Linked DNA regions of Mus musculus: region 1 is linked to region 2. The links are chromatin contacts, called in public promoter capture Hi-C maps. All regions are on one chromosome and are shown on one strand. The core of a region is the stretch at or near the end of the contact, and the rest is flanking DNA. Distances in the headings are between cores, read along the strand shown. Region 1 holds the start of Ociad2 (OCIA domain containing 2). Region 2 overlaps Fryl (FRY like transcription coactivator).

What was found. Promoter capture Hi-C pulls out the DNA fragments that hold promoters and counts their contacts.
Region 1: a promoter capture Hi-C map of pre-B cells shows a contact between it and region 2, with 5 times the contacts expected there. The contact joins the promoter of Ociad2 here to the enhancer-like site in region 2. A contact is called at or near these places in 20 of 39 promoter capture datasets (the 3T3-L1 cell line, 3T3-L1-derived adipocytes, the C10 cell line and 13 more), 1 of 484 Hi-C or Micro-C datasets (regulatory T cells), 7 of 115 datasets of contacts at active chromatin or transcription factors (craniofacial prominence, embryonic basal ganglia, embryonic forebrain and 4 more) and 4 of 9 other capture datasets (adipose tissue, liver, macrophages and 1 more).

What each region holds. Positions count from the first base shown.
Region 1 is chr5:73,334,882-73,340,471 of GRCm38.p6, reverse strand. Ociad2 (OCIA domain containing 2) reads left to right here and starts at 1,525. Exons shown (of 7, transcript NM_026950.4): 1 at 1,525-1,941; 2 at 4,527-4,652. The coding sequence starts at 4,587.
Region 2 is chr5:73,117,807-73,122,961 of GRCm38.p6, reverse strand. It overlaps Fryl (FRY like transcription coactivator), which reads left to right. Exons shown (of 63, transcript NM_028194.2): 10 at 581-749; 11 at 1,006-1,098; 12 at 3,046-3,144; 13 at 4,377-4,478. Among named protein-coding and RNA genes, the nearest start is that of 1700071G01Rik, 37 kb to the left of the region's middle. Within about 2 kb of position 2,446, at least 15 of the 459 cell types and tissues checked have an H3K27ac peak or open chromatin away from gene starts, as enhancers often do. A contact at or near this core is called in pancreatic islet, where this site is marked.

The sequences.
Region 1 (5,590 bases), core at 276-2,775, 220 kb before region 2:
TGGCTCATCTACTTCGCAAGAACACTTAGAAAGCGCAGCTCTGAAAACCACAGCACCACAGGGGCTTATTTCTGACTTCTGGTAACAGAAAATAAAATTAGCAGGCCTACGTTACCTTTAATTTGAGAGTCAAATTGGGTCAAGGGAAAATGAAACGCCACAGGGAGAGTCTGCCGCTGTCTACTAGGGATGGAGAATCAACTAAACCAGCAATATCTTTTTTTTAAAAAAAAGTTATTTTAGTCATGTGTATGTGTGTGCAAGTGCTCACATCTGCCCACAGAGACCAGAGGAAGGAGTCTTGTCCCTTAGAGTGGAGTTTCAAGTTCTTTCAAGCCTAACTCTGGTCCTCTGGAAGAGCGGCAAGTGCTCTTAACCACCCAGCTCTGGAGGGTGGGGGCAGGAAGGTGGAGGCGTAATCAATCTTGTATTGCCAATTTCAGAGGACCGATCTTTAAATGATTAACATGTCTGTATATAGAGCTGAGCAGAAATCTGATCTGGAAGGCCAAAGGACACATTGCTGGGCTTGGTGACCTCCTGAAATGGGTATAAAGTCAACTAAAAGCAAGCAGGGGTGGTGCTTTCTCCACTGTACATTTCCCCAGTGGACTGTTATGGTGATAAGTACCCTGAGAGGACACAACTTTTCCTGAGTGTGAAAGAGAAGAGGGTCTTTTTCCAGCCAGGCTGGAGGCCAGGGTAGAAAAGGCCAGGACAGGGCCTGGAGAGATGGCACAGTGGCTAAGAGCACCTGTTGTTCTTGCAGAGGACTTGGGTTCAGTTCCCAGCACCCGCTTGGCAGCTCACAAGCATCTGTAACTCCAATTCCGGGGGGTGGGGGTGGGGGGTCCCGATGCCCTCTTCTGATCTCTGTGGGCAGCAGGAAATGAACTGTTAGTCACAGGATGTTAGTTTGGACAGAGGGGTGGGTAAGGAAGCCCCGTTGTGGGGGTTAAAGCTAGAAAATATAAGTTGCCTCTGGAATTGCAACTTCCAAATTTCCCCCCTCAGCACTGCAAGACTGGTCAGTCAGTCAGTCTCTGCAGACAGAGCGTCTTTCTGGAAATTCTTGTTCACAACACACACATACATTTACATAGATACACATTCACACATGTATACATGCATTCACACACCACCACTCACATACATGCACACCCTCTCATACTCCTAGACACCATCAAATGCACTAACACACATATACTTACACTCAGTCACATACAATTACATAGACATACATACATACATGTATACGCTCATATATACACTTACCCACACTCACATAATATAGGCACAGGTTTATGCTAACATATATTTACATACATACACACAGAGACACACATATATACTCATATGTGTTCACATATATACTTGCACATTCTCACATACATAGGCACTCATTTATAGTCACACATACTAGGATATACGCGCGCGCGCGCGCACACACACACACGCACGCACGCACACACACACACTCAGTGCCTTCCCCTCATAGGCTAGCCATTGGGAGGGTAAAAGCTTGGCAAAAGAAGGCTAAGGAACCAAGGTGGGCTGTAATTGACTCCCTCGGGGTTGGGGACCCTACCGGGCTGTCCCGGCTGTCCGCAGCACAGTGCTTTTGTTCTGAGGTGAATGCTTAAATCCGCCCAGAGAGGGGGTTCAGGGAAACAGTTGGAGTCGCCTGTGTTTTTGTTGGGAGGACGGAGTCACGTGAAAAACAATGAGGTAGAGTATAGCAAGTGTTAGGAAGAGACTGAGAAGTGGGGGCTTCTGGAAAGTGCTGGATTCTCCCAGTGTCACCAACAGAGAATGAGACTGCAAGTGGGGGCGGGCTGCACTTGCTGAGTCTTGAGCTAGCGACGCGCAGAGGTGCGGGGAGGAGCGAGCGCTGGAAGGAAGAGGAAGGAGGGAAGAAAGGAAAGATCGCCAAGAAAAAAGGTGAGGGGAGAGGAGAGGGGCCCTGGGGTTCGGGTTGGGGCGGTGGGCGTGTGCGGCGCGCGGGAGGGGTGTCTGCAGTCGTGTGTGTGTGTGTGTGTGTGTGTGTGTGTGTGTGTGTGCGCGTGCGTGCGCAGCTCCGCCTCGGTAGCACCCACCCGCACTTGTGAGCCCACAGAGGGTGGTGTGCGGGCAGGAGAGGTGGCCTGGGGCAGTGTCTTTCTCTGCTGGCTTTCCTTCCCGGGTGCTGGGGACTTGCGCAGGCCCTTCACAGACTGCACCGCCGCCGCTCCGCCGTAGCCAGTCTCCAACGCTTGCCTGCCTGGCTCCTCTCCAGGTGCCACCAACTCCTGCGACCCCAAGCAGGGGTGTAGCTTGGAGTTTTGCAGGCAGCCTTCTTGGAAGGGTCTAGCCTTTAAATCTAGCTAGCTGATTCTGGGCCAACCTCCCCTCCCCCGCCACAGACTGGGTCAGGCACCAGACCTGAGAGTGTGTGCGTGTGTGTTCACGCGCATGTGCCCAGAAGGTAAGGCTTGCTCAAAGCAAGCAACTGGGTTCTGGAAGACCCAGCCCACCAACACTGAGGTGTGTGGTTGCTTGCTTCCTGATTCTTGAGATGGCTCTGGGTCTGACTGGGAATTTAAAAAAAAAAAAAAAATCATCTAATTTGCCTATAGGTGGCAAAGATTTCCTAGGGTCTTAATTCCTAGAAAATAAGATGCCCAGAGCCACTCTGACAATTGTTCCCCTACTGTTCAGACACCTATCACTGTGCCCTGGTCCTGTCTTCATTTCTCATCCCCATCCTTGCACAGCTTAAGACTGCTGTGCCCAAGTCTCAGATGACACAGTGGAGGCCCAGACACTTTATATCCCTTATTCCAATTCTCAGGACCTGCAAAGAAAGTCAGAATTAAAACTGGTGTGTTGCAGGACATTGTTCCAGACTTTTAACAATGCACTCGGGTGGCAGACAGATCTCTGGGAGTTTGAGGCCAGCCTAGCCTGCACAGGGAGTTAGAGGACAACGAGAGTGACATAGTGAGACTCTATCTCATGGGGACAGGTGCACACAGTCAGGCTCTTATTACCCTCTCCAGTATCTAACACTGTAGAGCATCATGTTACTCCCCAACAACACTAGGCACCCAAGATGGAATGTACAGGGAGGGGCCCTGGGCTTCTTTTTCTTGCTACTGAGTTACTAATGTAGAAAATACGATTCTATATGAGCTGTCTGTTTTGTAGGAGAGTCGATGGGGCCCAGGACTAGGGAAGAAGATGAGGCTCATGGTCCACTTGGAGAATGTCCATCTTTGCCAGCCCCGGGCCCTGGGATGGAGGCTGATGGCTTCTTCCCTGGTGATTGTCAGTGCTTCCCTCACAGTCATCTCCTTGGCCAATGATCTTTTTATTCGCTCGCCAATCCTCCTTTGGGTTCCGTGTTCACATTTTCCAGTACTCTCTGTAGACGAGTGTGTCCCTGGCTTTAACGTGCATCCCTATGATGGCCATTGTCAAATTCATCTCTCCAGCCTTCCCTAATCGGAAATTCCAGAGCCAGATCCCCAAATACGTTAGTCTTTACTGAATAAAGGGTTTGTACCCAACTACCCCCCAGCTCCCAAGTCCAATATTTCCTAAGCCAAATCTCTCACCTTCATGCGTCTGGAAAAGATCTCAGTTTGGGTCTTGGGTTTCTTATCTAGACAGGTTAATCGCTGTCTAAACATGCCGCCCTGCTCCCGGACTCCCCGACTCTAACCCTTGAAAGCTCAGGAGTACAGTGATGGCTGGGACAGACCTTTATTATTCCCTGTTCTTGCCTCTTGGACCTTCTCCTAGTGAATAACTGCTGACTTACCAGTAGCCCCCCTTTTAGCCTGTGCTCCTCCTACGGTGAGTTTACTTTGGCTTTCATGGCCTCCTTGGCATATCACTGACACTCAGCACACATTTGGATACTTATTAACTTTTAATAACACTTTGAGACATTTTAAAGACCTAGTTTGTAGGCAGTAAAACATGTGCACAATAAAACCCATCACTGTTGGTTAGTGTGGGTCCATGACAGGATGTATAGGTGTGTATTGGGGAGTCTTTAGAAATTGAGATTTAGAGACTAAAGAGACCTAAGTTCAATTCTCAGCACCCACATTAGGAGGTTTAGAGCTGTATATGTGTAACCCCAGCTCCAGGGCATTTGACTCTCTGACCTCCATTAACACTGATACATTATTACAAATTTTAAATCTTTTTTGTGTGTGTGTGTGTGTGGATAAAGGCACTTGCCACCAAGCTTGATAACTTAAGTTTGATCCCCAGAACCCACCCGACAGGAGAGAACTGACTCCTGCAAGTTTGTCTCTGACCTCCGTGTGTATGTGACATAATGTGTCCCCACTACACCCCCAATAATAAATAATTGTTTAAAAGCTCGAGTTTCTACATGGCTGCAGGTTAAGACAGATAACGAAGTGAAAGCAGTAAGTTCTCTGTCAGTGGTGCTGATGTGAGGGGTGATTTGAAGCCTGGGGCATAAACATTCAGACCTGGTGTGTACAGTGAGTCTCTTCTACTTCTCTTAGTCCTCAAAACAAGGAGGATACAGAGCACTCGACGGCAATAGAAGAAAACGCAACAGCGTCATGGCCTCAGTGTCCACTCATGGGAACCAAGAAAAAAGCCCCCACTTGCCGCCACTGAGCAAGCAGGTAAGTTTGAGCTTGAGATTCTGCCATCTGAAGAAAACGGTTACAGGAGACTCTCACTAGAGCCTGTCATTGGTCAATCAGCCACGACTCTGTGTGTGTATGTGTGTTCCTGTACGCAAAGGCCAGGGATTGATGTTCACCATCTTCCGTAGTCAGTTCACATCATTTCCAAAAAATATTTATGTGTTTGTTTATTTGTCCATTTGTTGCTTATTTACTTAGCCATTTCTTTAGCGTGTGTGTGCTGCACTCACACATGCCATGGCTGGCGAGTGTGTGGAGGTCAGGGGACAACTTGCAGGAGTCATTTCTCTCCGTGTACCATGTGGGCTCAATGGATTGAACTCAAGGTCATCAGGCTTGGTCACCAGTGCCTTGGCCTGCCCAGCCAACTCGCCAGCTCTCCACTTTATGATTTGAGACTGGGTCTCTCACTGAACCTGGAGCTCAGTGGTTCAGCCAGACTAGCCGGCTTGTAAGTTACAGGTGTCCCTCTGTCTCCGCTTCTTCAGCCCTGAAATTACAGACACGTGCCACTACACCCCGATTTTCAAGTGGTCCTGGGGATCCAGACTCTGTCCATCATGCTTGTGTGGCAAGCACTTTACCAGCTAAGACGTCTCCTGACTCTTTTTTTTTTTCAAATGCTTTTTCTCAGCCAGGCTCTTTGTCAGATGGACACAGGAAGGAGGAAGGAAGATGCGTTTGGGCTGTCTTGAAAAGCACGTTAAAATTTCTGTTTGCAAACTCTTTACTCTTCCCCCTTTAGAATCTGGCTTAACTCACTCAGCACAGCAGTCAGTTGCTGAGCAGGCATTCTGAGGCAGAGCGAAGCTATGGTTTGTCTCTAACAGAATAGCACAGAGCCTTATCTTCCCATTCTTGTCTCCCAGGGTTATGATCCTGGACACACGCTGCTGCATGCTGCTTTTGGCATA
Region 2 (5,155 bases), core at 1,197-3,696:
CCAAGGAAATGCTAGTCACACAGGTTGTGGGTGTGAACTCAGGACTGTGCTCACACTTTGCACACCTGATCTAATGATCCTAGTGACACAGGGAGAACAGAGCCTTTCTTCTGTGTTTCTGTACACGGGACACTAATTTTCAGTTATAATCAATACCCTCCAATTGATTGGTCTCTTTGAATTAATTTGTAGTCCCTGATCTATTCCCCTATGTAACTGTCAGAGGAAACTTAGAAAAGGGCTTTAAATTTTGGAGATAACCTTATTCATATGATGATAATTTGTGAGGACATGATTTAGTGCTGTTGTATTGTCCGTAATAAACAACAGTGACATAAGAAAATATCCTGTATGATTTCTTCTTTCAGAGGCACTGGCTTTGAAATAAACCCAGAGCACATTAGCATAGTTCCATCCTCCTGAGTGAGTTTCTCTGCTCGTTATGATTAGGGCAGAGTATGTGTCCTTCCGGATAAAGATCCTTTGATCTCACCTTAAAGATCACTTGGGTTAATTTAAGCGGGGAGGGGGGTGGGGGTGGGGCTGACTCAAGTCCGTGATGCCTCCGCGTACATTACAGGTTCCAGGCTGTGAGGAAGAAGTTCGTGACTGAGCTGAAAGAGCTGCGGCAGAAGGAGCAGAGCCCACACGTGGTCCAGAGCGTCATCAGCTTGATCATGGGGATGAAGTTCTTCCGAGTGAAGATGTATCCCGTGGAAGATTTCGAAGCATCCTTTCAGTTCATGCAGGTGACAGTCCTCCCACCCTCAGGGCTGGCAGTTACAGTGAGCCCCAAACTATCTGTTCTCGTTCCTGTTAAGGCCATTATTACTGATTTTTTTTTTCACATGTGATGACTATCCTTGCTATAGAGTAACTTTGTCCTCACTTCAGGCCATCTTGCCCTTAGCTTTGTGATTAAAATAAGCAAGTGTTCTTGAAAATGTGATTATTATGAATTCTTCAACCTCTTGTCAGTCTAAACATCCCTCCTTTCCCTTCAAGGAATGCGCTCAGTATTTCTTAGAAGTAAAAGATAAGGACATAAAGCACGCACTTGCTGGTTTATTCGTGGAGATCCTTATCCCCGTAGCCGCTGTAAGTACAGACCTATGTCTTAGTACCATGCGCCATACGAAGGCCTGCCTCCCTTTCCTCCCTGAAAGCTCTTGCAATGGCGTGAGCCCCTGCTGGCCCCACCCCCTGTGCTCCCCACTCCCGAGTGGTCAGTTTGTTATGTTGATGGGTATAGATAGCCTTGTGAATCCTTTTATAGATTTTGATTATTTTCCAGTTATTGTAGACAATAGGGCAAATCTATCCTCCTTTGGTCTTGGCCAGATATGAAAGTTAATTGTGTTTTATTCAAATTTCTCTCGACATAACTAGTGAACAGGCTTATCTTCATGTTGAGAAAGAAAACCGCTCTGGCTTCCACTTTCTTTCATGGTCTGGTGGCCTGTGCATTTCTATGAATTGCCTGGCATGCTCATGCACTGCTTTGGAAACACACGTAGGAGAGGTGGGGTGGCCGGGAAATTGCTTGTTTGTTTGTTTGGTTGGTTGGTTGGTTTGGTTTTGGTTTGGTTTGGTTTGGTTTGGTTGGGTTTTTGCTTGTTTGTTTGTTTGAGACAGGGTTTCCTCTGTGTAGCCCTGGCTGTCCTGGAACTCACTCTGTAGACCAGGATAATCTCAAACTTATAGAGATCCATCCACCTGCCTCTGCCTCCCGAGTGCTGGGATTAAAGGCGTGTACCATCACTGCCCAGCTAAGATTGTTTTTTTTTTTTTTTAAAAAGTTAAGATATTGGGAAATGAATGACAGTGGTTGCCACAGTATTGAAACCTGCCTTTCCTTTTAGCTTACCACTAAATTAGGAAGGATTCTTTTTTAATGGGTACAAATAACAGCTGTGAATTAAAGGTTTACCAGTAACAGTCATCTCTCAGCCTTGTATTTAGTCCCATAAACTAGATTCACATTATTAACAAACAGGAAAGGCTATCTTTATTTTTTAAAAAATCAGTTGCCACTGTCATCTGTTATCTGCAGTGACTTCCCCAGGTCCGTTCACTCTTGAGTATGTTGGGTAGAAAGTCTACAGAGGAGTTTTGTAGGGCCATGCTTCAACCCACAGCCCTGGTCCCCTTGTGAAAGGGCTGCCACTATCCTGGGACATCTTATGTCTTGAATGACCTCCTCCTCCTCTTTGCCTGGCTGGTCTGTCTTTAGTCCTTCGTTGTATACTGTCTTGTGTGTATCAGGGACTCATCTGTGCATAGGAAATAGACCCCAGCAAGCTGGGAAGTATTCTATATGACTCTCGGGCTTACTTCTGGCATGCAAGCAGAGAATAAACTTGAATGCAGCATATGCAGGGTGTCATGTCGCGGCAGGTACCATGAAGAACTTGCGTGGGCACACAGAAGGAAGGATTGGCTGAGGGTAGGGGAGCTGAACTCTTAAATAGAGTATGATTATGTAAGTTCCATCTTGAGAGAGAGAGAGAGAGAGAGAGTGACAATTGAGCCAACAAACACTAAGGGAGAAAGACATGCTCCGTCTGGGGAAAGAGCATCTCCGACATCCAGTTTGGGTACCCTGAGATGTTGTAGAGGCAGCCGGGAAGATGCTGCGGCGTGTCCCATCTCCCAGGGGCAGAGCTGTAGGGGCTGAGGCTGGAAGGGTTAAGCAGGAGGTTTTTCAATAAACAAGCTGGGTTCAGCTTAGTGCTCACTTCCTCACAGTGTCCCTCCAAAGGCCTCTCTGCGGAGCACAGCCGGGCTTGTCCTTGTGCACCTACCCTGCATTCTCACCTCCCATCTGCTCGATTGCATCCTCTGCTGGTTCCAGCAGGCCAGGGACCAGGTTTACTTTATAACATTTGGTACCTAAGACTTGTATGTAAATCTCAGTGAATCATTAACTTACTTCAGACTTGGCAGACAGATCTCATAAGGCTCTTAGGGTTTATGGGCACTGACTGTTTTTATTTGTTTGTTTGTTTGTTTTTCATCTCTGTTTGTCTTTAACTCTTTCCCTAGGCTGTTAAAAATGAAGTCAATGTCCCCTGTTTGAAAAATTTTGTGGAGATGCTGTATCAGACTACATTTGAACTTAGTTCCAGAAAGAAGCATTCGCTGGTACGGAGAAGTGTTTCAAACCTTTGTGTGCTCCGTTGGGTGTTTTAGTCATTGATTTATGGCCCCGGTAGAGATTGGAGAAGTGTAAAATGTGAACTTGTAAAATACCCAGGACAGGGCAGACTTTGCACATTTTAGATTTTCTACTTTTTATTATCGGGGGTGGGGCAAACTGTTAGAGATGGAGGGGGGGGAGGGAAGGGGAGGAAGGGAGACAGAGAGGCAGAGGAGGGAGGGAGAGAGAAGGTGAGATGGAAGAGAGTGGGGAAGGGAGGGAGACAGAGTTTATTGAGTAAGTATGAGGCTCCTGCCTGCTGAGTTGTAACTGGAGCACTGTCTTGTAGCTGGCCAGTCTTATTTTACTGCCTCTTTGTTTAATGGGTCCTTTAGACTTCCTGCCCAGTGTTTCCCTGTCTTTTTGTTGTTGTTTTGTTTTTGGGGTTTTGTTTTTTTTTTTTTTTTTGGTTTTGTTTTGTTTTTTAAATATTTTGTTTCCCTGTCTTGACAGGTGTCTTAAATTTTATATTATGTTATATGTTGAATATAGTTTTCTGTTAAACCATAACTTTTTTTTATTGTATACCATACAATTGTATTCAAAAGTATCATGTTTTAAGAACCGTTCCCTGTGCCGTCTCGTCATTTCCGTTCTGAGGCCGATGGCACTTTCTTCCCCCCCAGTAAACCCATGTGCTTCACACCATTTTCCTGCAGTTAGGCGAAGTGTGGAGAACTGGCCAACTATTGACCATCTACACTGAAGCGAAAATAATCATGAATCTTACTTGTGGCAGACATGGCCCTAAATGCTCCACATTCTTTGGCACACGCCTCCGTCGGACATTTGTGGTCATCGCTGGTCACTTTACGCGTTTGGAAAATAAGCCTCTGCAGTCACGTGCTTGGCCGCAGTCAGCTGGGATTCTAATGCCATGCTGACCTTGCTCTGCTCTGTTCAGAAGCACTGTAGTGGGGACTGGATGAGAAAGTGCAGGGAGGAGGAAGAACCTGTCCCATTGGGGGAGGTTGGCTTGAGGGATTGGTCTCGGGGAATGCGGTCTTCCCTCATTCCTTGTTAGCCTATGAAATGGCGTTTCAGATTGAAAATGGGGAAACTGTATTAAAATGTCTTGAATTTTTTTTTTCTTTAGTAGCACAAACGAAGCCACCATCCAGGAGTCCCGCACCTTGCCGTAAAGAGTGTTAATTCTCTTTTTTTCTCTCTCTGGCAGGCTTTGTACCCACTAATTACCTGTCTTTTATGTGTCAGTCAGAAACAGTTTTTTTTAAATAACTGGCATATTTTCCTACAAAACTGTTTGTCACATTTAAAGGTAAGACACTGTTACATCTCTGACCCGTGGATACTGTGATGTGTTCATTTCTCTGTGTCCACAGAACGGTAAATAGCACAGCTTTGATTACTCTTGGTGCATTTGTGATAGTCTCTGTAAGGAATCATGTGTTGGAAATAATAAACCTTTACTTGAACATTTTAGTTTGTATTAAATGCAGAAATATGTATTTCAAGAGCCATCATATCATCTTAGATATGGTGATATTTACTTTTACAATTATCAAGAACTATGAATAAACTATTACTTAGTCTCATAAAACCCTTCATGTAGGTATTTTGTTTGTTGTTCTAAGAAAGTTCCGTAATGTTGGCTCAAGCCTGAGTAATATCAAAAGCTTTGATAGTAAATTGTCACTAGATGCTCCACAGTGAGTGTGCACAGCCGGATCTGAACCCTGGGCACCAGATCCCCAGCTTGTGAGCACCTTAAGCTGTCGTGTCACCGGAGGGGTACTTGTTACTCCCACCCTCTGGCACGACCACACTTGTCCTTTCTGAGTGTCACCAACACAGGCATGAGAAACTGTTTTCTCCCCAGGCTGCTCTGCTCTCCTGGGCCTCATTTCCTCTTTGGCTATGAACGAACACAATCAGCAGCTAACACTTAGGGTGGGACTTGGTTCCCAGTGCCTCTTCTGCATGTCCCACGAATAC